Linked DNA regions of Mus musculus: regions 1, 2, 3, 4, 5 and 7 are each linked to region 6. The links are chromatin contacts, called in public HiChIP or PLAC-seq and promoter capture Hi-C maps. All regions are on one chromosome and are shown on one strand. Each heading gives the region's core, a stretch centred on a gene start, on an enhancer-like site or on the middle of the called end of the contact. The rest is flanking DNA. Distances are from core to core; before and after follow the strand shown.

Evidence for each region. Promoter capture Hi-C pulls out the DNA fragments that hold promoters and counts their contacts. HiChIP or PLAC-seq counts read pairs in DNA pulled down with a chosen protein or histone mark.
Region 1: an H3K27ac HiChIP or PLAC-seq map of microglia shows a contact between it and region 6, with 4 times the contacts expected there. The contact joins the enhancer-like site here to the promoter of Eif4h in region 6. A contact is called at or near these places in 2 of 39 promoter capture datasets (cranial neural crest and maxillary cranial neural crest), 1 of 484 Hi-C or Micro-C datasets (erythroblasts), 3 of 115 datasets of contacts at active chromatin or transcription factors (bone marrow-derived dendritic cells, microglia and thymic regulatory T cells) and 2 of 9 other capture datasets (liver and pancreatic islet).
Region 2: an H3K4me3 HiChIP or PLAC-seq map of bone marrow-derived macrophages shows a contact between it and region 6, with 5 times the contacts expected there. The contact joins the enhancer-like site here to the promoter of Eif4h in region 6. A contact is called at or near these places in 5 of 39 promoter capture datasets (the 3T3-L1 cell line, cranial neural crest, frontonasal cranial neural crest and 2 more), 6 of 115 datasets of contacts at active chromatin or transcription factors (bone marrow-derived macrophages, craniofacial prominence, embryonic limb bud and 3 more) and 1 of 9 other capture datasets (liver).
Region 3: a FOXA1 HiChIP or PLAC-seq map of pancreatic cancer cells shows a contact between it and region 6. The contact joins the promoter of Mlxipl here to the promoter of Eif4h in region 6. A contact is called at or near these places in 1 of 39 promoter capture datasets (cranial neural crest) and 1 of 115 datasets of contacts at active chromatin or transcription factors (pancreatic cancer cells).
Region 4: a contact with region 6 is called in a promoter capture Hi-C map of pre-B cells. The contact joins the promoter of Gtf2ird2 here to the promoter of Eif4h in region 6. A contact is called at or near these places in 19 of 39 promoter capture datasets (3T3-L1-derived adipocytes, the C10 cell line, the HPC-7 cell line and 12 more), 2 of 15 datasets of contacts at CTCF or cohesin (embryonic stem cells and large pre-B cells), 23 of 484 Hi-C or Micro-C datasets (B cells, CD4 T cells, CD8 T cells and 14 more), 28 of 115 datasets of contacts at active chromatin or transcription factors (the 230-238 cell line, the SCID.adh cell line, T-cell acute lymphoblastic leukemia and 18 more) and 5 of 9 other capture datasets (adipose tissue, embryonic stem cells, liver and 2 more).
Region 5: a contact with region 6 is called in a promoter capture Hi-C map of second pharyngeal arch cranial neural crest. The contact joins the promoter of Vps37d here to the promoter of Eif4h in region 6. A contact is called at or near these places in 5 of 39 promoter capture datasets (cranial neural crest, frontonasal cranial neural crest, liver and 2 more), 1 of 484 Hi-C or Micro-C datasets (erythroblasts) and 3 of 115 datasets of contacts at active chromatin or transcription factors (bone marrow-derived macrophages, embryonic stem cells and pancreatic cancer cells).
Region 7: a FOXA1 HiChIP or PLAC-seq map of pancreatic cancer cells shows a contact between it and region 6. The contact joins the promoter of Stx1a here to the promoter of Eif4h in region 6. A contact is called at or near these places in 4 of 39 promoter capture datasets (cranial neural crest, frontonasal cranial neural crest, maxillary cranial neural crest and 1 more), 5 of 484 Hi-C or Micro-C datasets (CD4 T cells, cardiomyocytes, embryonic stem cells and 2 more) and 3 of 115 datasets of contacts at active chromatin or transcription factors (embryonic stem cells, microglia and pancreatic cancer cells).

The regions. Positions count from the first base shown.
Region 1 is chr5:134,213,223-134,215,996 of GRCm38.p6, forward strand. Gtf2ird2 (GTF2I repeat domain containing 2) reads left to right here. Exons shown (of 16, transcript NM_053266.1): 14 at 745-928; 15 at 1,419-1,447. Among named protein-coding and RNA genes, the nearest start is that of Ncf1, 15 kb to the right of the region's middle. Within about 2 kb of position 1,384, at least 84 of the 459 cell types and tissues checked have an H3K27ac peak or open chromatin away from gene starts, as enhancers often do. A contact at or near this core is called in erythroblasts and microglia, where this site is marked.
Region 2 is chr5:134,957,359-134,960,573 of GRCm38.p6, forward strand. No RefSeq gene overlaps it. Among named protein-coding and RNA genes, the nearest start is that of Cldn4, 12 kb to the left of the region's middle. Within about 2 kb of position 1,958, at least 135 of the 459 cell types and tissues checked have an H3K27ac peak or open chromatin away from gene starts, as enhancers often do. A contact at or near this core is called in bone marrow-derived macrophages and pancreatic cancer cells, where this site is marked.
Region 3 is chr5:135,105,556-135,108,614 of GRCm38.p6, forward strand. Mlxipl (MLX interacting protein-like) reads left to right here and starts at 1,336. Exons shown (of 17, transcript NM_021455.5): 1 at 1,336-1,660. The coding sequence starts at 1,368.
Region 4 is chr5:134,182,424-134,185,319 of GRCm38.p6, forward strand. It overlaps Gtf2ird2 (GTF2I repeat domain containing 2), which reads left to right and starts at 1,615. Exons shown (of 16, transcript NM_053266.1): 1 at 1,615-1,835.
Region 5 is chr5:135,076,815-135,079,813 of GRCm38.p6, forward strand. Vps37d (vacuolar protein sorting 37D) reads right to left here and starts at 1,452. Exons shown (of 4, transcript NM_001199677.1): 1 at 1,248-1,452. The coding sequence starts at 1,385.
Region 6 is chr5:134,637,708-134,640,750 of GRCm38.p6, forward strand. Eif4h (eukaryotic translation initiation factor 4H) reads right to left here and starts at 1,702. Exons shown (of 7, transcript NM_033561.2): 1 at 1,534-1,702. The coding sequence starts at 1,592.
Region 7 is chr5:135,022,171-135,025,069 of GRCm38.p6, forward strand. Stx1a (syntaxin 1A (brain)) reads left to right here and starts at 1,312. Exons shown (of 10, transcript NM_016801.4): 1 at 1,312-1,440. The coding sequence starts at 1,411.

The DNA.
Region 1 (2,774 bases), core at 134-2,633, 420 kb before region 6:
GAAGAAGGCGTCAGAGCCCTTAGTGCTGGAGTTACAGGCACCTGTGAGCTGCCCAACATGGGTGCTAGTAACAAACGCAGTCCTTTGGAAGAGCAGCAAGTGATCTTAACTGCTGAGCCATCTCTCCACCTCCAACATTTATAGACTTTACCCACCCCACCCCTTAATGGAGTACTGAACATTGAAAGTACTCTAGTCCTGCTATAATCACTTGCCGAAATTTCTTTTCTAGTTATTTATTTTTGAGATAGGCTGTGACTGTATGACATAGGCCAGTCTTGAATTCAATCAAGATATTCTTGAAAAGTGCCGGAATTACTGCCCTGTGCTGTTTTTGGGTAGTTCAAAAATCTCCAGGGAGTAGGCAGTTCTTGAACTTTTGATTCTCCTGATTTTAGCCCCCTGAATAGCTGGGATCCTAGGCCTGTGCCACCAGGTTCAGCACAGTCATTGTTGGGTTTGGAGACAGCAATGTCACTGTCTTGGCCCAACTGACGTCAAACACTTAGACTCCAGTAACCTTACCTCTTGGCTACTCAAGTACAGATGTGCACCTCCAGGTCTAGCTCTTGACACTAAAGACAGAGCCCAGGAAGCCTGGCGTGTGAGCCAAGCATTTAAGAATTCAAGTCCATAGACTCTGACTCAAAAACAACAACAACAACAGACAAACAAACAAAAAACCTAAAGCTTTGAAAACTAAGGCACAGAGGCATCCAGTTTACCCCGCACCTCTCATCACAGGGGAGGCGATCGGAGTGGACTTCCCCGTGAAGGTTCCCTACAGGAAAATCACCTTCAACCCTGGCTGTGTGGTGATTGATGGCATGCCTCCGGGGGTGGTGTTCAAAGCCCCCGGGTATCTGGAGATCAGCTCCATGAGGAGGATCCTGGATGCTGCAGACTTCATCAAGTTCACGGTCATTAGGTGAGTGAGTCCCAGCTCCCCTAGAGCAAGCTGGAGATGGGCAGCCGCCTAGTGAGCAAGTCTGGAGCCCAGCCAGGAGACCAGCCGGGTGGGGAGGGGCCACCCTTCATCTTGGAGTCAGGATGCTCCAAGGCATTCCACTCTCTTCTGCTTCTGCAGCTGTGCCTCTGGTCCTGTTCCTCTCATTATTTTTTATTATACTTATGTATGAGGGGCTTGTCATGGCACATGTGTGAGGACACTTATGAAAGTCAGTTCTTTCCTTCTACCACGTGGGCCCCAGAGATTGAACTCGGGTCTCGGGTTTGGCAGCAAGCATCCTCACCCACCGAGCCATCTTGCTGACCATTGTGGGTTTCCCCCCCTCAGCCTCACTTCCGAGTTTGCCTAGCTAGCACTGTGTCGACACCACCAGAAGTGTGGAGACACAGCTAGCTGGGCCGAATGAAAACAGACTTCCTTCCCCTGTTCCTCCCCTGTCTCCCTGCAGACCACTTCCTGGACTTGAACTCAGTAATGGTGAGTATTTTGAGAAGCAGGAACATGGCAGGACACAATGGTTTGTGTAGTGTCATGGTGGGCACTTAGCACAGGGCCCTCCCACCTGCAGCCTGGAGCCTGCCAGTAAAGCAGGTGGCCTTTCAGATGTGCTGGTTTGGTTTGTTAAGGGCCTGGGGATGACGCCCAAGGTCTCTCGAGACCTAGGCAAGTGCTCTACCTTTGACCTACACCCAAAGCCCTATTTACCTTTTATTTTACTTCTCTTTTGTTCCTTGGTTTTTATTATTGTTGGTCTCAAGGTGCAGCTCTGCCCAGCCTGGAAACTCCCTGAGATCCACCTGCCTCTGCTTCCCGTTTGCTGGGTCACAGGTACACAGCACTGCACCCAGCTGTCTGGTGTTTTGAAGACAGTGTCTCACTCCTTCAGTCCCAGACACTTGCCTACAATTTATTATGTGGTCCAGGCTGCCTTCTAAGTCACAGAAACCGTCTTGCTTCTGCCTCCCAAGTGCTAGGTTACAGGCTCCTGGCACCATACCGGGTTTTATGTGGTGTTGGGTATCAAAGCCAGGGGGGCCTCTTGCATAGCATGCAAGCACTCTATCACATCTCCAGCCCCACTACAACTTGTTAAGATACATATATATATATGTATATTTATGCTGTCAGGAATTATTCCACTTAACTGTATAGTGGCTTCAAACACCAACACACCGAGCCCAGTATGCTGCCGCAGGTCTGTAATCCCAGCCCTGGGGATTGCATGAGTTGTAGGCTAGCCTGGTCTACACAGTGAGGCCTTGTCTCAAAAAAAGCCAAAACACACAAACTCAATCCCCACTAACACGTGCACATATAACCACACTACTCACCTGAGTTAGGTGGGGGCTGACTCTACCCTGGCACTTTTGAGGTCTAAAGCTTTGGCAAGTCGTGTATTTCCTTTGCTTGGTCCCTTTTTTAATATTTCAAAGCTCTCTTGGAAGTTAGGCAAGGTGGCCCACAGCTGTAATCCCGGCACTGAGGAAACTGTGGCCAGAGGCCCACTAGGAAGGAGTTCAGGGCCAGCCTGAGCTACAAAGTAAGGCAGTCTCAAAAACAAACAAAAACAATCAACAAAACAGTAAACATGCCAGGCGTGGTAGTCCATACCTTTACTCCCAGCACTCAGGAGGCGAGACATGTGGATCTGTGAGTTTGGGTCCACCACCCTCGTCTACATAGTAAGTTCCAGGACAACCGGAGCTATGTAGAAATACCCTGTCTTTTTTTTTTTTTAAAGGCCAGAGAGAAGCTGGAGATGGTGGCACATGCCAACCATCTCACATTGATGAGGTGGAGTTAG
Region 2 (3,215 bases), core at 708-3,207, 320 kb after region 6:
AGACCTGGCTGCCCTGCCTGGCTAGACTAGCCGGGCGGGCGAGTGCTGAGCCCCACGTGGCCTGGGGTGGAGGTGGCCATGTTTCCTAGGAATAGAAAAGACACTTGACTGCCTCGTGGCTGGAGTCCGAAGGCCCAGGAGGATGGCACAGTACGTGGAGGGAGAGAGAGGGGAGGGCTCAGAGAAAGAGTCACTCAGAGAGAGGAAACAGGAACAGGGATGTAGAGGAGACTTAGTCACTCCGAGGACAGCTGATAAGTTACTTTCCCTGAAATTTGTTAATTTCACAGGAATTCCTTCCCTATTAGGTGCTGGGGGTGTGTCTCAGTGGTAGAGCACCAGCCCAGAATACCTCCCCCAGGGGCTAGAGCAGGGTTAAGCAATTCCTAAGACCCTTGGCTCCTCCCCTGACATTACATGACCTCTGCCATAATCTCTTTACCACCATTTCTGTTGCCAGTGACTATCAGCCCACTTCCTCACAGCACTCAGGTTTTTTAAGTAAGGCCACCTCCTCTCATCCACCCCTCTCCTCCTCCGAAGACCTCATTTCAAGTGGCCTGGTTTCTAAAGGCTGTCTGTCTGCCGGTGGCTTAGAGGGACAGCCCGTCAGCCCTACACAGCCCCATAGAGCCCCACACAGCCCCCACAGGCCCTACACAGACCCACACAGACCCCACACAGACCCACAGTCCCCACACAGCCCCCACACAGACCCACACAGCTCACAGCACCACACAGCTCCGGGACCCTCGAAGTCTCTCTAATCTGATGCCCTAACTCGGTTTACCTATCCCTGCAGCCTCCCCAGGCAAAGCAACCCCAGTGTCAGCAAACTTCCCTAAGAACCTGTATAGGCTGGGCACTGGGCTAGGAACCTTTCTAAAACAGGAATTGGACTTATGTCCCAATTAAACTGCCAGATGGTAATAAAAATGAGAAAAACCAAGGTTCTGGGAGCTGATGTGACATCCCAGGCCTCTCCAGTAATGGCTAGAACAAGCTTCATTCTCTGCTGGGAGATGCTCTCTGGTTTTCTGATTCCCAGTTGTCTTCCACGTGCTGAAGGCTGCTAAGAAGTTGTGCCACTGAGCACACTTTCTTTCTTTCTTTCTTTCTTTCTTTCTTTCTTTCTTTCTTTCTTTCTTTCTTTCTTTCTTTCTTTTTTTCTTCCTTCCTTCCTTCCTTCCTTCCTTCCTTCCTTCCTTCCTTCCTTCCTTCCTTCCTTTCTGTCTGTGTGTATTTTCCCGAGACAGGGTTTCTCTGTGTAACCCTGGCTATCTTGGAACTCACTCTGTAGACCAGGCTGGTCAGACAGCCCACAGCTTCCTGTAACTTTGTTTGCGCACACACAAACTCACATGTATATAATTTAAAAATAAATAAAACTCAGATCTTCTGAAAGAGCAGTACGTTTTCTTAACCACTGAGCAATCTTCCAGCCCCACTTATATTTTGAGACAGAGTTCCACTAAATTACCCAGGCTGGTCTTAAATTTACCCTATACCCTAGGAAAACCTTGACCTTTTGTTTCTCCTGCCTCAGTAGCTGGGTTAACATGCCTCCATTACCAGGCCCAATGTGGGTAGTTTTGAACAGATCCTTGCCCTGGCCATCTGCGATTCGCAGGAGTAACTGGGCCAGGCGTTGGGTTAATGGAAGAGCTGTGGGTAGGTAATAGGGCATCCAAACAAAGAGAGACTGGGCTTCATTGGTGGGAAGGAGACAGTATGTCTGTCTGAGCCAGGACCAGCCAGGACCTCGTGAAATCGACTTCCTAGCCCTAGTCTCCAGTGGGCTGAGTACATTTGGGAAGCTGATAGGGCCAGCTCCCTGCACAGTTCACATATCTGGTGACGTCAGTTTGGAGAGAGAGAAGCTCTCTGTCCCTGTGACACATATGGAGCAGCTGAGAGAAACTGGCAGACTGGCCACGAGACTCCCTGGTAGACAGCCAGTGAGTCAGCTGTGACAAGGACAAAACCCAAGGAGTCCAGGGATCATAAGTCTATATGGCTCCAGCCTGAGTGACTCAGCGGTTTCATCGGTTGTATTATTCCTCCCTGCTAACAGGTGCAGAGGTCCAGCCTCTTACGATCCCTCCCCACCCTGGATAATATACTCTCTCTTGCCACCCACAGATTCTCCCTGGGCTCAGGAAGTCCAGCTGTCAGCTTTGGGCCCTTTAGCTTTGTGTGTTTAAATGGGCCTATGGACTTACTATATGTGTCATTGTCCATGTGTATCTGTGTACATATATGTGCTTCAGTGTGTATGTGTGTCTGTGTGTGTGTGTGTGTTATGTATGTGTGTGTCTATGTGTGTGTGTCTATGTGTGTGTGGTATGTATGTGTGTGTGGTATGTATGTGTGTGTGTTTGTGTGTGTATGTGTTTATGTGTGTGTGTTATGTATGTGTTTGTGTTTGTGTGTGTATGTGTTTGTGTGTGGTATGTATGTGTTTGTGTTTGTGTGTGTATGTGTTTGTGTGTGTGTGTGTATGTGTTTGTGTGTGTGTGTATGTGTGTGTGTGGTATGTATGTGTGTGTGTGTGTGTGTGTGTGTGTGTGTGCGCGCACGGGCACGTGCTAGATGCCACTCTCATCTATCTTCCTCACCTGATCCTAGGGACCACACCCAAGTGTTGAGGCTTAGGGGCAAGCTTCTTTGCCTGTTGAGACATCTTGCTGGCTCCTTGTTTTAATATCATATGGGTGCTGGCTCGACACGTGGGTCCTCATGCTTGAAAAGGAATTCTTCTTACCAGCACACCTTGTTGTTGTTTTAAGATTTATTTATTTTATTTTATATGAGTGCACTGTAGCTGTCTTCAGACACACCAGAAGAGGGCATCGGATCCCATTACAGATGGTTGTGAGCTACCATGTGGTTGTGGGAATAGAACTCAGGACCTCTTGGAGAGCAATCAGTGCTCTTAATCGCTGAGCCATCTCTCCAGCCCTACACCTTATTTTTTGAAGCAGGGTCTCTCCCTTTGACCTGGGACTCCCTGATTCAGCTGAGGGAGCCCCGTGGATCTATTTGTCTTGTCTTCCCTGCACATGTTATAAACAGGAGCCATCAAGTCCAGCAGGGGTTCTGGGGATCCCAACTTGGGCCCTCACATTTGTGCAACAAATACCTTATCAGCTGAGCCATCAGCTGAGCCCTCTCCTTTGCCACCTGCACCTCAGGAAGCTCTGGCTTCCTGCTGG
Region 3 (3,059 bases), core at 86-2,585, 470 kb after region 6:
GGTTGCTCTCCAAACAGCTTCATCTGCATCTCCATTCTGTCTCCCAGGCCCCGAGAAAGTCTTTGAGGACCTCAGCAATATCTAGAAAGATAAGCTTGTCTATAAAACTCCCATCGCTGTGGAAGCAGAGACAAGAAGACCATAAAATTTAAATTCTACTCTCCATGGAAAGTTCCATATCTCTGGGTGGTGGTGGAGGTGCGTGCATTTAATCCCCGTGCTCCCAAGGCAGGGGCAGGCAGATCTCTGAGTTCCAGGCCAGCCTGGTCTACAGAATGAGTTCTAGGACAGCCTGGAGTACACAGAGAAACCCTACCTAGAAAAACAACAAAACAAAAATAGAAAAAGAAAGAAAGAAAGAAAAAAGGAAAGGAAGAAAAGCAGGAACAGAAAGAAGCTAGGCTTCAGGGCTGGTGAGAGAACTTCCCGAGGAGAAAGCCCGAGTGCAGGGAGGTGATCTAGAGAAGGTGAACTCTTAGAGTCCACTTCTGAACTTTGCTGTAGAGGCATAGGACAATCATAAGAGCGCCTGGGTACAAGCAAGCATTGGGGTTCAACCGCACAGGACCCTGGGAAAGTGAAGAAGGCAGGCAAGCGATTTACTGAACTCACTATGAAGCAGAGGATGACCCTGAATTTCTGGTTATCCATCTATCTATCTTATCTATCTATCTATCTATCTATCTATCTATCCTATCTCTCTCTCTCTCTCCATCTATCTATCTAGTGTTTATGTGTCTAGGAATACATATGGATCTCAGAGGTCAAATTTTAAAAATCGAGTATTTTCTTCCAACATGTGGGTCCTAGGGTTTGAACTCTTGTCCTCAAGCCTGGTGGCAAAGGCTTTTACCGGCTAGCGGTCTTGTTTGTTGTTTGGGATTTTTTTTTTTGTCTCTTTCTTTCTCTCTCTCTCTCTCTCTCTCTTTCTTTCTTTCTTTCTTTCTTTATTTCTTTCCTGTCTGTCTGTCTGTCTATCTGTCTGTCTGTCTCCACCTCCCGAGTGTTACACTTACAGAATCACCCCCATGCTAGTGTCTGTGGTTCGGAGGATCGAACCCAAGGCTTTGTGCACGCTAGCCAGCCCCAGCCCAGTCCCAGCCCCAGCCAGACTTTCTGAAACCTGAAAAGTAGAGACTAAAAAGTGCTCTCAACAGAAAGAAAGGCGAAGCACCGCCAAAGCTCCAGGATCAGTGGTTTCACACCACGCTCACTGGTTATGCTAATTTAAACATCACCTGCCAACTAAGGGCCACGCCCACCACAAGGACCTATCAGGAGAACAGGGGCGTGGCCATGGTAATTAGGCGCAGCTGGCTACGTTAAGCGCTCTCCAGAGCGCCCGAGAGTTGGCGACAATAGTGGCCATGGCGCGCGCGCTGGCGGATCTATCCGTGAACTTGCAGGTCCCCCGGGTCGTCCCTAGCCCGGACTCGGACTCGGATACGGACTTGGAGGATCCGAGTCCCCGGCGCAGCGCGGGTGGCCTGCATCGATCACAGGTCATCCACAGCGGACACTTCATGGTGTCTTCGCCGCACAGCGACTCGCTGACCCGGCGACGCGACCAGGAGGGGCCCGTGGGGCTCGCCGACTTCGGGCCGCGCAGCATCGATCCGACACTCACCCACCTCTTCGAGTGCTTGAGCCTGGCTTACAGGTGAGGGCGGACCGGGGAGCCTGAGTCCCAGCTTTCCGTGGTGGGACCGCGCACTGGGGCTCCTGTCCCAAACTGCTACGGGGGACGCTGGACACAACTTAGGCATTATCTTCCTCGCCTGGTCCTGCGCAACCCACGGACCCTCATGAATCATTTGTGTCCCATCACTTGCTTGTGGCGCCACTGTCCTGTCCTCCACCTTTGTCTCCACCTTTGCAGGGCCTTCTACGGTTGGGCCCCCGCTCTTTGATTCTTCTGCTTTTGCACTTAAATGCCAGGTGTCTTTCACACTCCTCAGACTATAACCCATCCCGTCCACTGCCTCCCTCCACTCGTGGTATGCCTGGACTGTTTCGTTCATCCTCAGCAGTCCCTGCAAAGTCCCACTCTTCCCTGCACGCTGCAGTTATCCCGTGGTCGCCCTCATAGGCAGTGTCCACTTACATGGAAACAGTTTCTTGCTCACTTGCCCAGACACCATTTATTTTGGCTTGATTTAGTTTGGTGAGCCAGAGTCTCACTCTAAAGTTCAGGCTGGCATTGAGCTAGGTAGCCCAGGCTGGACTCCCATCTCGGCCTCCCAAATACGGGGATTACAGGCATGAGCCACCGTGTCTGATTTAGAACGCTACGTCAAGGTTGGCGGGAAGACGGTGCCCAGCACCTGCCCAGAGCCAGCAGAGGGTGCTGCAGTCCACCCTAGGTCGGGTAGGGAAAACCTGGTCTCCCCGAACCCGGTAAGAGGCTGCAAGGCAGCCAGGAACCCTGTAACTACGGCTCAGACCTCCGGGGCCGCACCCAGCTTCAGCCCCACCTATGTGTCCCCGAGGAGGGCGCGAACTGGGGTCTTGGCCCAGTGCCCTGGAGCAAAGTTCCCGGGAGCAGTGGGAAGAGGATAAATTATCAACCGAAAACAGTAGGAGAGAAAGGGGGATCGGCCGGCCTTGATCTTTCTTCTCTGTAAATATCACGCTTCTTCAGCGAGCCTCCTCCCCTTCGTAGAACCGCTGGCTGTAGACCGGCACCTGCAGCCCCACAGGGGACCTGGAGCTGGGGTGGGAATTGCGGAAGAGCGTGGCCCACCTCGTGGCGGCAGAGCCACGCGACCCCATTGGCTGGAGGCAGAGTAACCTTGGCCCACAAGTTCTGGCCTCAAGCCCAGGTCATGTTGCAACCTGATAGTTCAGGGCGCTGAGACCAATGTGGAAAGTTCAAATTCCCTGTCCCGTTGCCCCTCCCCCGCCCTTGGACATCATGAGACTGCCTGGGAAGGGGCCATCTAAGGTCTCAGAACACCAGAAGCAGCTCACACTGGGGCAGTGCTTTAATTATCAAAGACTTCCGATTAAAGGAGAGGGAGAATATCCCTCACTCTCTTTCTCTTATTGAGTCCCACACT
Region 4 (2,896 bases), core at 365-2,864, 460 kb before region 6:
TTGTCCTCCTGAGGCTGGTCATCTCGAGAGTGGAGATTTCAAAACAGACTCTGGCTACACAGATCTCCAGTTCAGAGGACTGGTCTAGACTGAAGACCTGTAAATCCTGTAAATGTTTTGGGGGCCTTTTTTTTTTTGTTTTGTTGTTATTGTTATGCTTTTTGAGACAGGGTTTCTCTGCATATCTTTGGCTATCGAGGAACTTATTCTGTAGACCATGCTGGCCTTGAACTCTGAGATCCCCCTGCCTTTGCCTCCAGAGTGCTGGGATTAATGGCCTGTACTACCACCCAACACGGAAATGTTATTTAATAATCCTAAAACTAAGTAAGTCAAGGACTGAGGGCAGACAGCAGAGCTTGGAGACAGAAAGTAGGAAACGTCATGGCAATCTGAGAGTGGGAAGAAAGGAGATTGAGTGGGAGCCAGAACAGCCACCAAGCACTGTGCCCTAAAAGGCCACATTGCAAGGGTGAGTGACCTGATTTTGACAAGTAGCCAGAGCAAGAGATTTTCAGGCTGGACGAACACCATAGGATCTAGCAATCAGTGACCCACTTGTGACCTGGGAGGAAAGGATTTATTGGAGCCAGCTCAAGAACACGAGCAAATACAAACTATGTCGGAAGCTACACAGCCTTTCCTGATATGAACAAAGTGTTCTCATTTTATTTTGGGACAGGATCTTATATGTAGTCATGGCTGGCCTCAAACTCAGAGAGATTTGCCTATTTCTTCCTTGTGAATGCTAGTATTAATGGCATGTACACCAAGCAACAAATCTTTAAAAGTATTTTTTAAATATTTTATTTTTTTTAAGCGGGTGTGGGTGCATACAGAGGCCAAAGGATTCCAATCCTTTGGAAATGCGAGTTACAGGCACGTGTGCTGTGCTTGACACAGACACTGGTCTTCTGAAAGCACACTTATCAGCTCTTAACAGCTGAGCCACTGCTCCAACCCCCTTTCCAGTATATTTTAAAGCAAACAAACAAATAAAACTGGAACCCTTGTAAAGTGGGGCTGGAGGGATGGCTCCGTGGTTAAGAACACTTGATCAGTTCCCGCATCCATACCGTCTGAAACTCCTGGTCCAGGGGATACTGTGACCTCTTCTGGCCTCCCCGTGGTGCATATAAACAGGGTGGCAAAATACTTACAACAGATGGTGCTTTACGAATAGCTCCCGAGACATGCAGCCACGCAAACACAAGAACATAGAACTGACACAGGCACAAAAATTAGTTTTAAAGGAAATGCAATGTCCTAAAAGGTAGGTGGTGTGATGGCGCACGCCTTTAATCCCAGCACTCGGGAAGCAGAGGCAGTGGACTCTGAGTCCGAGGCCAGCCTGGTCTACAACGCAGGCTAGCCAGGGCTACAAGAAAAACTCTGTCGCGGGGGGTGGGGGGAGTGGGTGCCTGAGTAACACGTGGGGTGACCTCTCCGCTTCCACGTGCACGCACAACCACATTTTAAAATATCTCTATCTATCCAGAACGGCCATGCACATCCAGGGAAGGCGCGAAGCCACGTGCACGCCACGCAGCCCGGCCGGCGGCCTCGCGGAAGCCGTCCTGCAGCGCACCGGAAGTGGCCGTCCCCACCGGGGGTGCTTCGGCCACGCGCGGGAAGCCGACCTTCCTTCCAGGAAGCAAACAAAGACAAAAAATAAAATAAAAAAGAGGGAGAAAAAATAATAAAAACGAAAAACAGGAAGGGAGCGGAGAGGAGGCGCCCGCGGCCCCCGAGCTGCGGTCGCCGGCGCAGAGCCGCTGCGCACGCGCAAGCCAGGCTCCAGACCCCCGGCGCGGCCCGCAAAGCAGGGCCCTCAGGTGCGTATCCCGCCGCCGCTTCCCTCACAACTTCCGCTTCCGGGAGTCCCCGCCGGGGCAGAGCGATCTCTCGGGGTGCGTGGCGGGACCTTCGGGCGCCCGGTGGTCAGCGCCGACCCCCATTTTCCCTACCGCGATCGGGCCGTGAAGAGTGGGGGGCGGGGCGGGGAAGACGTGGGGTTAGGCGACTTTCGCACGCCAGGCGCGCACCAAAATCTCGCTTTCGATTGGTTGTGACGGGGCGAGGAGGCGGGGAAAGCTGCGCCCGGTGCGTGCCGAGGTCACGCGCCACCTGACGTACCTGCGCTGTGTTTAGAAACCCTTGATTGGTTAGGGGAAGGGGCGGGGCCATCGCGGTTGCCTAGCAACGGCGCTCTGGCTCCACCTTCGGCGGCTGGCTTTGCTTGTTGGCTCCAGGATTATGGGGGCGTTTGGTGTTTGTGGCAGCCAGTGGTTTAGGTCGATGAAGAGAACGGAAGAAAGGGCCCAGCCTCCAAAATGTGGCTTGTGTCTGGTCTGGTTGAGAGTACAAGGTGGCCTATGGCCATAACAACTAGTACAACAATCAAAAAAAAAATTTTTTTTTCCAGACAGGGTTTCTCTGTGTAGCCCTGGCTGTCCTGGAACTCACTCTGTAGACCAGGCTGGCCTCAAACTCAGAAATCCGCCTGCCTCTGCCTCCCAAGTGTTGGGATTGAAGGTGTGCGCCACCATCGCCTGGCTCAAAAAAATTTTAATTTATTTTAAAACGTTTAAAATGTTTAGTAACTTTAAAATTTAAAGTAAATTTTTACAAATTAAAATTCACTATAGTAATGTATTTAACCTATTGCACCCAAAACATTATTCTAGAATGTACTTATTTCAGCACAGAGAACCAGAATGAGCCGGCAACGGTGGCCTTCAAATGGATCTGAGAGTTCAAGGACTGCCTATATATAGCAAGTTCCAGGCCTGCTGGGGCTACACAGTGGGACCTTGTCACTAAATAAATTATAGCCGCTTTATTGAGATACAGGAAAACTCATCCTTTAAAATACAATGCAAGTCAGAAAAAGAAT
Region 5 (2,999 bases), core at 202-2,701, 440 kb after region 6:
TCTACTACAATTAAAAACAAAACAAAACATAAACAAAACAAAACAAAACAAAAAACCCGCCTAGCTCACCGAGCTGTTGTGAGACTTAAGTGAACCAAACTATGAAGGCCTCTACAAATGTTAGTTAATTTTTAATTTTTCAATTAATATGTCTGCTTAGGTCCCGGAGGGCTCCCCCCTCCCTCCTCTGTCCCATTTTCTCCGCTTGGACAGCTTGCCTCTCATACCAGGCCTTTGTCTCGCTTCCTCCTCAGGTGTTTGTGTGGAAAGCATCCCCACCCCCTGTTCTGACTCTTGGGGGAGTGATGTTTTCACCCCGAACCTTCCCAGCAACCCCCACTCAGGTCACCCTCTCATCTCTTCTACCCCCTTGTTGGCCCTCTAGTGGAACCCCACACGCCCCCGCGAACACAACACACACCCCCTTTGCTTCTGTGGTCCCCTGCCCCTGCTAGCTGCTCACCTAGCAGAAGGCAGCACTGGGGCCCTGAAGACGGCTGTTTGAGCCTGTTTCTAGGAGGGCCAAGCCTAGCTCCCCGCCCCTGGAGAATGCGCTCCCTCCATCTGTCCCCTGATCCATGCACAAGCCCCTCCTCGTCTGGCTCCTTGTAACACACACTTTCTCTTTCTGTACCCCCCTCCCGACAGACAACCAGCCCGGGCCTATGTCTCCCGTGAAATATACAACTTTCTCTTATGGTGGCCTACAGAATACAAGCCTCTGTATTCAAAGACCCATACCCAATGGCAGACACAAAGCCCCCTCCCCATCTAATGCATTACTACCCCCCCCCCATTTTCCCAGCTATCCTCCCCACCCCAGGTGTCAAGCAGGCCTTCAGTTCTCCCCCCCCAAACAAGGCGCCTCCCCTTTCTGGCCCTACAGAACGTGGGTGTGCTGAGCCAGGGCCCCCCACAACACAGCTCACCCTCCACCTCCCGCCCCCCAGAACACACCTCCCCGGAGCATCCTCGGGAGGGCACGCCTCGCGGCCATCCCGGGGTGCACGGGTGCATCCCCGGGCGCCCCCCTTCCGCACCACTCGCCCCAGGCTGGATCGGGGCGCCCCCCATCCCCCGGGGGCGGCTCCGCGGGGCCCACTCGGACGTGCCAGGCTCCCATGATCCCGAGGCCTGGCAGCTCCAGGGGGGTGGCCTCCGCTGGCTGGGTCTCCGGGTCCCCGCAGGCCGCAGCCCGACCTCTCCATCCCCCCACACCCTCCTCCTGCCCGCGCCCCCCGCGTTACCTTCCTGCTGAGCCGCACGATCCGGTCCAGCTTGGGCTCATCTTGAAGCAGATCCCGGAGCTGCCCGGTGCTGAGGATCCCAAAGCGCCCCGGGCTGCCGGGCTCCGGCCCCGCCCGCGCCGCCCGGGCCCGGTACATACCGCCCGCCCGCGCCCCCAGCTCGGCTGCTGGCTCGGCCCGATCGGCCCCGCTCCGCCCCGGCTCCGCTCCGGCTCCGCTCCGGGCTCCGGGCTCCGGCTCCAGCTCCAGCTCCGGCCGCGCGCTGCGCTGGCCGCGTTCTGCCACCAGGGGGCGCCTTGACCGCTCTTAAAGGGGCAGCCGCCGCGGCTGGCCAGACTGGGGGTGGGGCAGATAGGGGGCGGGCCGCACCCGGAGATCTCCCGCCGGGGTGTTCCCGAGCCATAGCAAACCTGTCGCTCAAAGCGGGCTCTCTCCCGAAGTCCATCCTCCCACCTATGTCTCGAAATCCAAATATCCTCTCATCTCGCCCCTTCATCCTGCCACGCTTCACCGCGGACCCTCCCACCCCAGGAGCCTACAGTTTGCAAGGTTCTTTCACATCCCCCTCTTTGGATACCTACAGCTCTCTGAGTTGGGCTGGGCGCCAAAGCCCCTGTCTGGCTGCTAACTTGGTCACGTCATTCATATCCTCTGTGCCTCAGTTTTTTTCATCTGTGAAATGGGGGATTTGAAGCACCATGAACGTTGAGATAGCGAATGCTGAGTGCCTTTGGGGCAGGGCAGGTGAATATGTAACTAACTTCCTGAGTTTCTGTTACTTTAGAGATACCGAGGCGTCACAGAGTGTTAGTGGCGCTTAGCCATAGTCTGTGTGTTTACAATGCCCTATATTCCATCCCCAACACCACCAAGAAAATAAATTAATAAAAGGTAATTTACAAAATAAAACAGATTTTAAAAATCTCAAAAGATGACATCACGTTCCTGAAGTCCTATTACTCTGATTGACAATCCTTGTTCCCCATCTACAAGGAGTCCACAGGCTAAGGCACAATCTCATTTAGTGCAACACAGAATGGCAGAGGCAGACGTGGCATAATCCCAGCACTATGATGACTGAGGCAGGGGGATTATCTAGATTTTGATACCAGTCTGGGCTTTATAGAAAGGCTCTGTCCCAAAAATACAGATGGTAGGAGCAAGAGAGATGTGAAATGTTTGTCATACCACAAGGAGGATCCGAGTTCAAGTCCTAGAACACAGGTAAGAAGCCAGACAAACCGGGCGTGATGGTGCACGCCTTTAATCCCAGCACTCAGGAGGCAGAGGCAGGCAGATTTCTGAGTGCGAGGCCAGCCTGGTCTACAGAGTGAGCTCCAGGACAGCCAGGGCTACACAGAGAAACCCTGTCTGGGAAAAACAAAACAACAACAACCAACCAACCAACAAGCATGGTTGTTCAGGTTCTTACTCACAGTACTGCAGAGGTAGCTGGACTCCCGGGGTTCCATGGTCAGCCAGCCTAGCCTGATCTATGAGGTCCAGGCCCTGTCTAAAACCAAACCAACAAACAAAAGCAGTCACAACAGCTGGGTGTTGACCTTTGTTTCCATGTGCATCTTCCCCCTGCCACGTACACATATATAATGAATGTGTTCCCTGTACACACACACACACACCACACACACACACACACACACACACACTCACTCACTCCCCACTATGAAGGCACATGACTGGTTCCAGCCAATCATAAAGACTTATGTGAAGAGGTGACAACTGAATGGGGTT
Region 6 (3,043 bases), core at 452-2,951:
CCCAAACTGAGCATGCCGGCTCAGGCCTCTAATCCCACCACTGGGAAGGCAGAGGTGGGCTGAATTCACCTGGTCTGCATGGCGTGTTCCAAGTTGGCCAGAATTACATACACACCAAGACTCTATCTTTAAAACAAAAAAAACAACCCAATGGGACGTTAGTACAAATCCCATACCTAGAAAGCCATCCCCAAGGGTATTCATGCTAACATTTCATCCAACACCTATTTTTATTTTTATTAGCAAATAAAATACGTGTGGCTCCACCTTAGCCCCAACTTCCTCCTTCTGAAAGCATGAAGAGTACCCAGTACACTACTGCAACCAAACAAGACTGTGACTCACTCTCAAACCCAGGTATTTAAAGGTGATCATTCTTCACCTAACAAAAGACACTTTGGGGGCAGCCACCTAGGAAACCCAACACCTCAGTACAACTATTGTGATATTCTCCGGGCAAGTCACCTTTGCTGTAAAAAAGGATAAAAGCCAAGTGTGTCCTTGACAAATAAACAAGACGATTAAATTGTCCCATAAAACTCCTATAAGCTTAAAAAAAAAAAAGAAAAAAAAGCAAGTGGCTGATGCTTGTTTATTTCTATTGTTTGGCAGGAGACTGAATCCAAGATATGCTAGACAATCGCTCTGTGACTGAGCCACAACCCCAGCTGGTAACGTGTTATTTAAAAGGGCACAAACTATCCGGGCGCCCGTTTTTTGGAATTATGCACCAGGAGCTATCTATTCATCAGTAAAGGATTTAGGGAGGTGGGAGGAGGACTGGTTTTAAAGTATGTTGTCTTTATCTGACCGGAATCAGAACGAAGCGAAAGCGATTCCCCAGGTCAGGGAAGAAACTGGGAAGAAATCAACAATCTCCGCCAGCAGACACGTAGTATCTGTCAATAAGGCATTCGAAACGCCAGGGAGGCAGAGAGAAAGAGCCACGCACACTCCCCACTACGGTGGATTTGTTTTGGTTCAGGTCCCCGCTCCCTGTCTCCCTCGCTGGATCCGACGGTCCCAGCATCCAGACTCGAATCGGAAGGGAAATCGCCCCTCTCGCTGCCGGCGGGCCTCTCGCAGAAGCGACCCAGGGGCTCCGCCAGGCAGCGGGGACCCTGGAGAGGGGCAGGCCGCTTCCGCCGCCGCCGCCCGCTTCCGCGCTGCATCCCAGCCCGGAGCGCGCTGGGGAGAAAGCTGGACGCGGCGGGCGGGCACTGGTATCCCCGGGAAACCCTCCGGTGTCGCTGTGATCTAACTTTCCGACCGAGGCCCCGCAGGGTGCCGGGTCCGGGGCCGGCGCGGAGCCGAGGGCAGGATGTGCGCCGCGAGCAAGCGAGAGACCCGCAGCCTAACCGTCGCCAGCCGCTCCCGGAGCGCGCCATTTCCAGGCCTCGCCTCGGGCCTGCTCAGGCCGCTTCCCGCCGCCCGTCTCGAGTGAGCGCGGCAAGGCCGCCTCCCCCTTCGAACCTTTCGGCACTCCCCCCGGCCGAGCCGCTGGCCCGCCTGACCGCGCCCCGCTCGCCTCACCCTCTACCGCCGCCGAAGCTGCTGTAGGCCCGATCGTCGTAGGTATCGAAGTCCGCCATTTGCCGTCTCCGCTCCTTGAGGAACCAGCGGGCCAGCGAGGAAGGACCCCGCAATATAACTCCTCCTCCCCCCGCCCGCCCCGCTACCGGGGCTGTCCGCCGCGCTGCCTGATCGCAAGTCGCACGCACGCATGCGCGCGCCGCCGCGCCCGGCCTTGGGCCGACGGGGCCCGCTGCTGGCCCCGGCGCGCTCTGCGGCCCACGTGGTGCGGCGGCCGGCCCCCGGGGCGCCGCGCGCACGCTCTGCCCTCCCAGGCCCATTGTGTGCTAGCTTGCTGCTTTCACGCGTGGTTGCCTCTTACTGTCCTTGCCCCGCCCTGCCCCGTGGTCACCTACCCCTCGGGCGTTGTCTGTCACCCTGCACGCTGCTTTCTCATTGTCACTAGATTCAGTTTGGGTTTTGTGGAGCCCAGGCTGGCCTGGAGCTGGGGCGCTGTAGCTGAGGATGACCTTGAACCCCTAGTTTTGTTTTTTGTTTTTTTGGGTTTGTTTTTTTGTTTTTTGCTCTCTCCCTTTCTCAAGGGCTGGGGTGACAGTGTGCCACTATGTTGGGATCTCTGGTATCACGTTAGATTTATTAAAGTGCCCTAGGTCTGCCCCACTTGGTCCCACTTGGGCACAATTCTTCAGGACAAATGGTCCCTGGGTAAAGCTAAAAGGAAGACAACCTGTTCTAGGTAGAGGTCCCTAGATGACCAAGGGCAGAAGGCTTGTAAGTGAGAATGGTGTGTGTGTGTGTGTGTGTGTGAACAAGACGAAGTGAAATATCTTTGTTTTTGAGACCTGCTACAAACGACGTGGTGGTAAATATCTGTAATCCCTACTCTAGGAAGACTGAGACTGGTCTCCAAAATAAAATAAAATAAATAAAAAACAAAATAAATCTTATAAAGACAAAACAAATTGTATTCTCTGTCTGGGTATTGGGGAGGGGTGGTGAAGATGAGGCTGTTTGTAGTTGAACTGATAAGAGATTAGATATGTTTTATTTTTGCAGGAGTCTGCTCTGAAAAAGAAATTTTAAGGGTGGGCAGGTGGGCTCAGTGAGTGAGGATGTTTGTTACCAAGCTTGACCTGAGTTTGATCCCCAGGACCCACATGGTAGAAGATGAGTCTCTCTCTCTCTTTCTCTCTCTCTCTCTCTCTCTCTCTCTCTCTCTCTCTCTCACACACACACACACACACACACACACACACACATCTAGCGGGAGGACCAGGTACATAGACCCTGTCTCAAAAAAAAAAAAAAAAAAAAAAAAAAAAAAATTCAACCAAGATGGACAGCTCCTAAGAAGTGACTCCTAAATTAGGAAGTGGTAGCAAAGGCCTTTACTCCCCTCATTCTGGAGGCAGAAGCAGGCGGATCTATGAATTTGAGGCCATCCTGCTCTACAGAGTGAGTTCGAGGACAGCCAGGGATACACAGAAAAACCCTGCCTTGAAAAACCAAG
Region 7 (2,899 bases), core at 62-2,561, 380 kb after region 6:
GTACTCTGTAACAAGATGCTGGCAGGAAGCTAAAAGGTACATGTCTGCCAACCGGCAGGCTCTTCACGTTGCTCTACAGGGACCAGCATACCGTTCACGTTGCTCTGCAGGGACCACTGAGATCTTTCCACTGGGCCTAGGTTTGAACAGCCTACAGCTTCCACACAGGAAATAAGACGTCAGGCCTGGCATTTGAACTCCGGGCTGGAGGCATGGAGGGGTGGGGGTGGCAAGCTTTTTTTTTTTTTCCTTTTAAATATCTTAAACATTTCATTTATTTGTTTGTGTATGTATGTATGTATGTATGTATGTATGTATGTATGTATGTATGTATTGTGTGTAAAGAGAAAGGCAGTCAAATTGAATCGAACAGGTGAGCTGAGAAACTCTGGGGAGAGTAAAGAGGCAGCAACCCGGTCTGGAGACAGGGGGGTGCTCAGAAAGGTGGGAAGGTTTAGAATTGACCACTACAGAGAGGGCTTTATTTTACTTTATATTCACTTGGCCATGTGCCTCCTGCCTCCATCGTGTGGTTGCATATATGTGAAGCACGGAGCTCACTCATGTGGCGGTCAGAGGACAATTTACAGAATCCAATGCTCTTCTTCAGTCACGTGGGGCCCAGGGCTAGAACTCCAATCGTTTGTTTGTTTGTTTGTTTGTTATTTTTCAAGACAGAGTTTCTCTGCGTACCTTTGGCTGTCCTGGAACTTGCTCTGTAGGTCAGGCTGGCCTTGAACTCAGAGATCTGCCTACTAGGATTAAAGACATGTGCTATCATCACCCCGCTGGAACTCAGATCTTTAAGCTTAGTGGCAAGCATCTTTACCTGTTCAGCCATCTCAGGACAGGATGGGTGGTTGGAGGGGGTTGCCGGGGGTCGGTTCAAGAAGGGATTTTCAAACCTGGCATTGAGGCTCATGTCTGCAAAACCTGTACTCCTGTGGCTGAGGTAGGAGCAGGTGTTCAAGGCTAGCCTGGGCTACACAGTGAGACTATCATTGAACAAAGTGGAAAGGGTTCCACTCCAGCAAATCCAGGGGAAAGGAAGGACTCTAAGAGTCAGAATCCAGGGTCTATCTAGATAATGGGTGGCTGAGCAGAGGTGGGGGCTGGGGCAGAGAAGGGCCAAGGAGTTGGAGCTGCATCTAGACAGAGATCACTAGTTGACGAGGGGAGGAACCAGGTCCCGAGGGCTGGGTTTGTACCCCTTTGCGCTCCCCGTAGGCGGAGCCCTGGGCGGGATATATCCGGGCGTGGAAGCATGATGGGCGTGGCCAGCTGGGGTTGGGCTTGGGGGTCCCAGGGACTGGGGCGGGGCGCGGGCTGGCGCTGCGCAGCCGCGGGGCGGCATCCGCGCATGCGGGACTTACTCGGTTGCAGCCGGCGCCTACTGCCACTCCCGGGAGCATGAAGGACCGAACCCAGGAGCTCCGCACGGTGAGTCCGATCCTCGTGCGCCGCTCACCCGGCGTCTTGTAATTCTCCACTTTGTTCCGGCATGCCACCGAGGCACCTACAAGGGGACGGAGGGAGCCTTGCAAAGCTGAGGGACCCTCGAACCCCCATGGGAGTCCCACCCCTCCGATCTACTTCTGGTCACGGACTCGAGCCCTTCAGCACCGGGACTGATGGCTAGAACCTGGGGTTTTGAGGAACTTTTCAGGGCGTTCCTGTTTGGGGCGATTTGGAGGGCTGTTAAGGGGTTTCGGTGGCGGGATGCAAAATCGTGACCGTTCTTCGCCCGCTTGTCACCGTCCTTGCACTGTCCCCTGGAGGCTGAACCTCTCGTTTCCTTCCCACCCCCCTGCCCAGAGTTCCCCTCCCAACCCCATCCTTGGGCGCGCTGCGGAAACGAGGCCGCCGGGTGGGGGTGGCCTCTGCGGGAGCCGTCTCTTGGGGCTCCCCATCACCTGTGGCTCCCATCACCTGTGGCTCCCGATCCACCCTGGTCGCTTTAGGGATACCCGGCTTGCTCTGGATTAAAGGACTCAACCATATCTACCCTTGGTCCACCTTTGGGCTTCCAGGCAACCCAGGCTGTCATTTCCCAGACCCTTCCCGGATTGCCAGGTCTAACTGCGACCTGGATCTATTTTCCTACCTGTGTGAGAGAGGCCTCTGGGGTGTGGCTCTTAGGGCGGGGTTTCGAGATGAGTAGAAGGCAGTAGAAAGGTTCTAAGTCAGAGCCCATGATCCTTCAATCATGAGACCCCACTTTTAACACAGGGGAGTGCCCTTCTCTGGCCTCAGACCCTAGAGGGACAGAAATTAAGCTCTCCCGTGAGAGGGTTAAATAAGGGCGCCACATCAGATTGTCATATCTGATTCCTCAGCAAACCCCACCCGTTGATTTCTGGGTGTCCCCCCAAGCTGGGTGGCGTCCTAGATCCCTCTCATCTTGTGCCCCACTTACAGCCCTTCATAGAAAGTTTTGTTTTGGGGCTTTTGACCTAATGGCTGTGATTTCTGCCTAGCTTCTCCATCTGTGCCTGGATCCCTCTACCATAATACCAGCCATATCTATGCTCTCCAGTCTAGCCTTCATCCTGTTCCTGACCTGCAAGCGACCCCCACATGCCTTCAGACCTGTATTATTCCTGGCTGGATGCCCAGTGCCTCATCTATTTCAAAGGAAACAGACAGCCTTTCAAGTCATATATAGTGTTTAAACACTTCCCCACCCGCCCCTTGTCGTTGCCCTCAAGTTTCCGGTGTTTTTATGTTTTACGGTTTTTTGTTTTTTTTTTTTTTTTATGTAAAATCCTTCTCTGTACCCCAGGGTGGCTTGGAACTATATAGTCTCATTGGGTCTTAAACTCAAAGCAATCCTCCTGCCTCGACTTCATGAGTGCTGAGATGACAGCACACACTATTGTGTCAGACTGGTGACAGATTG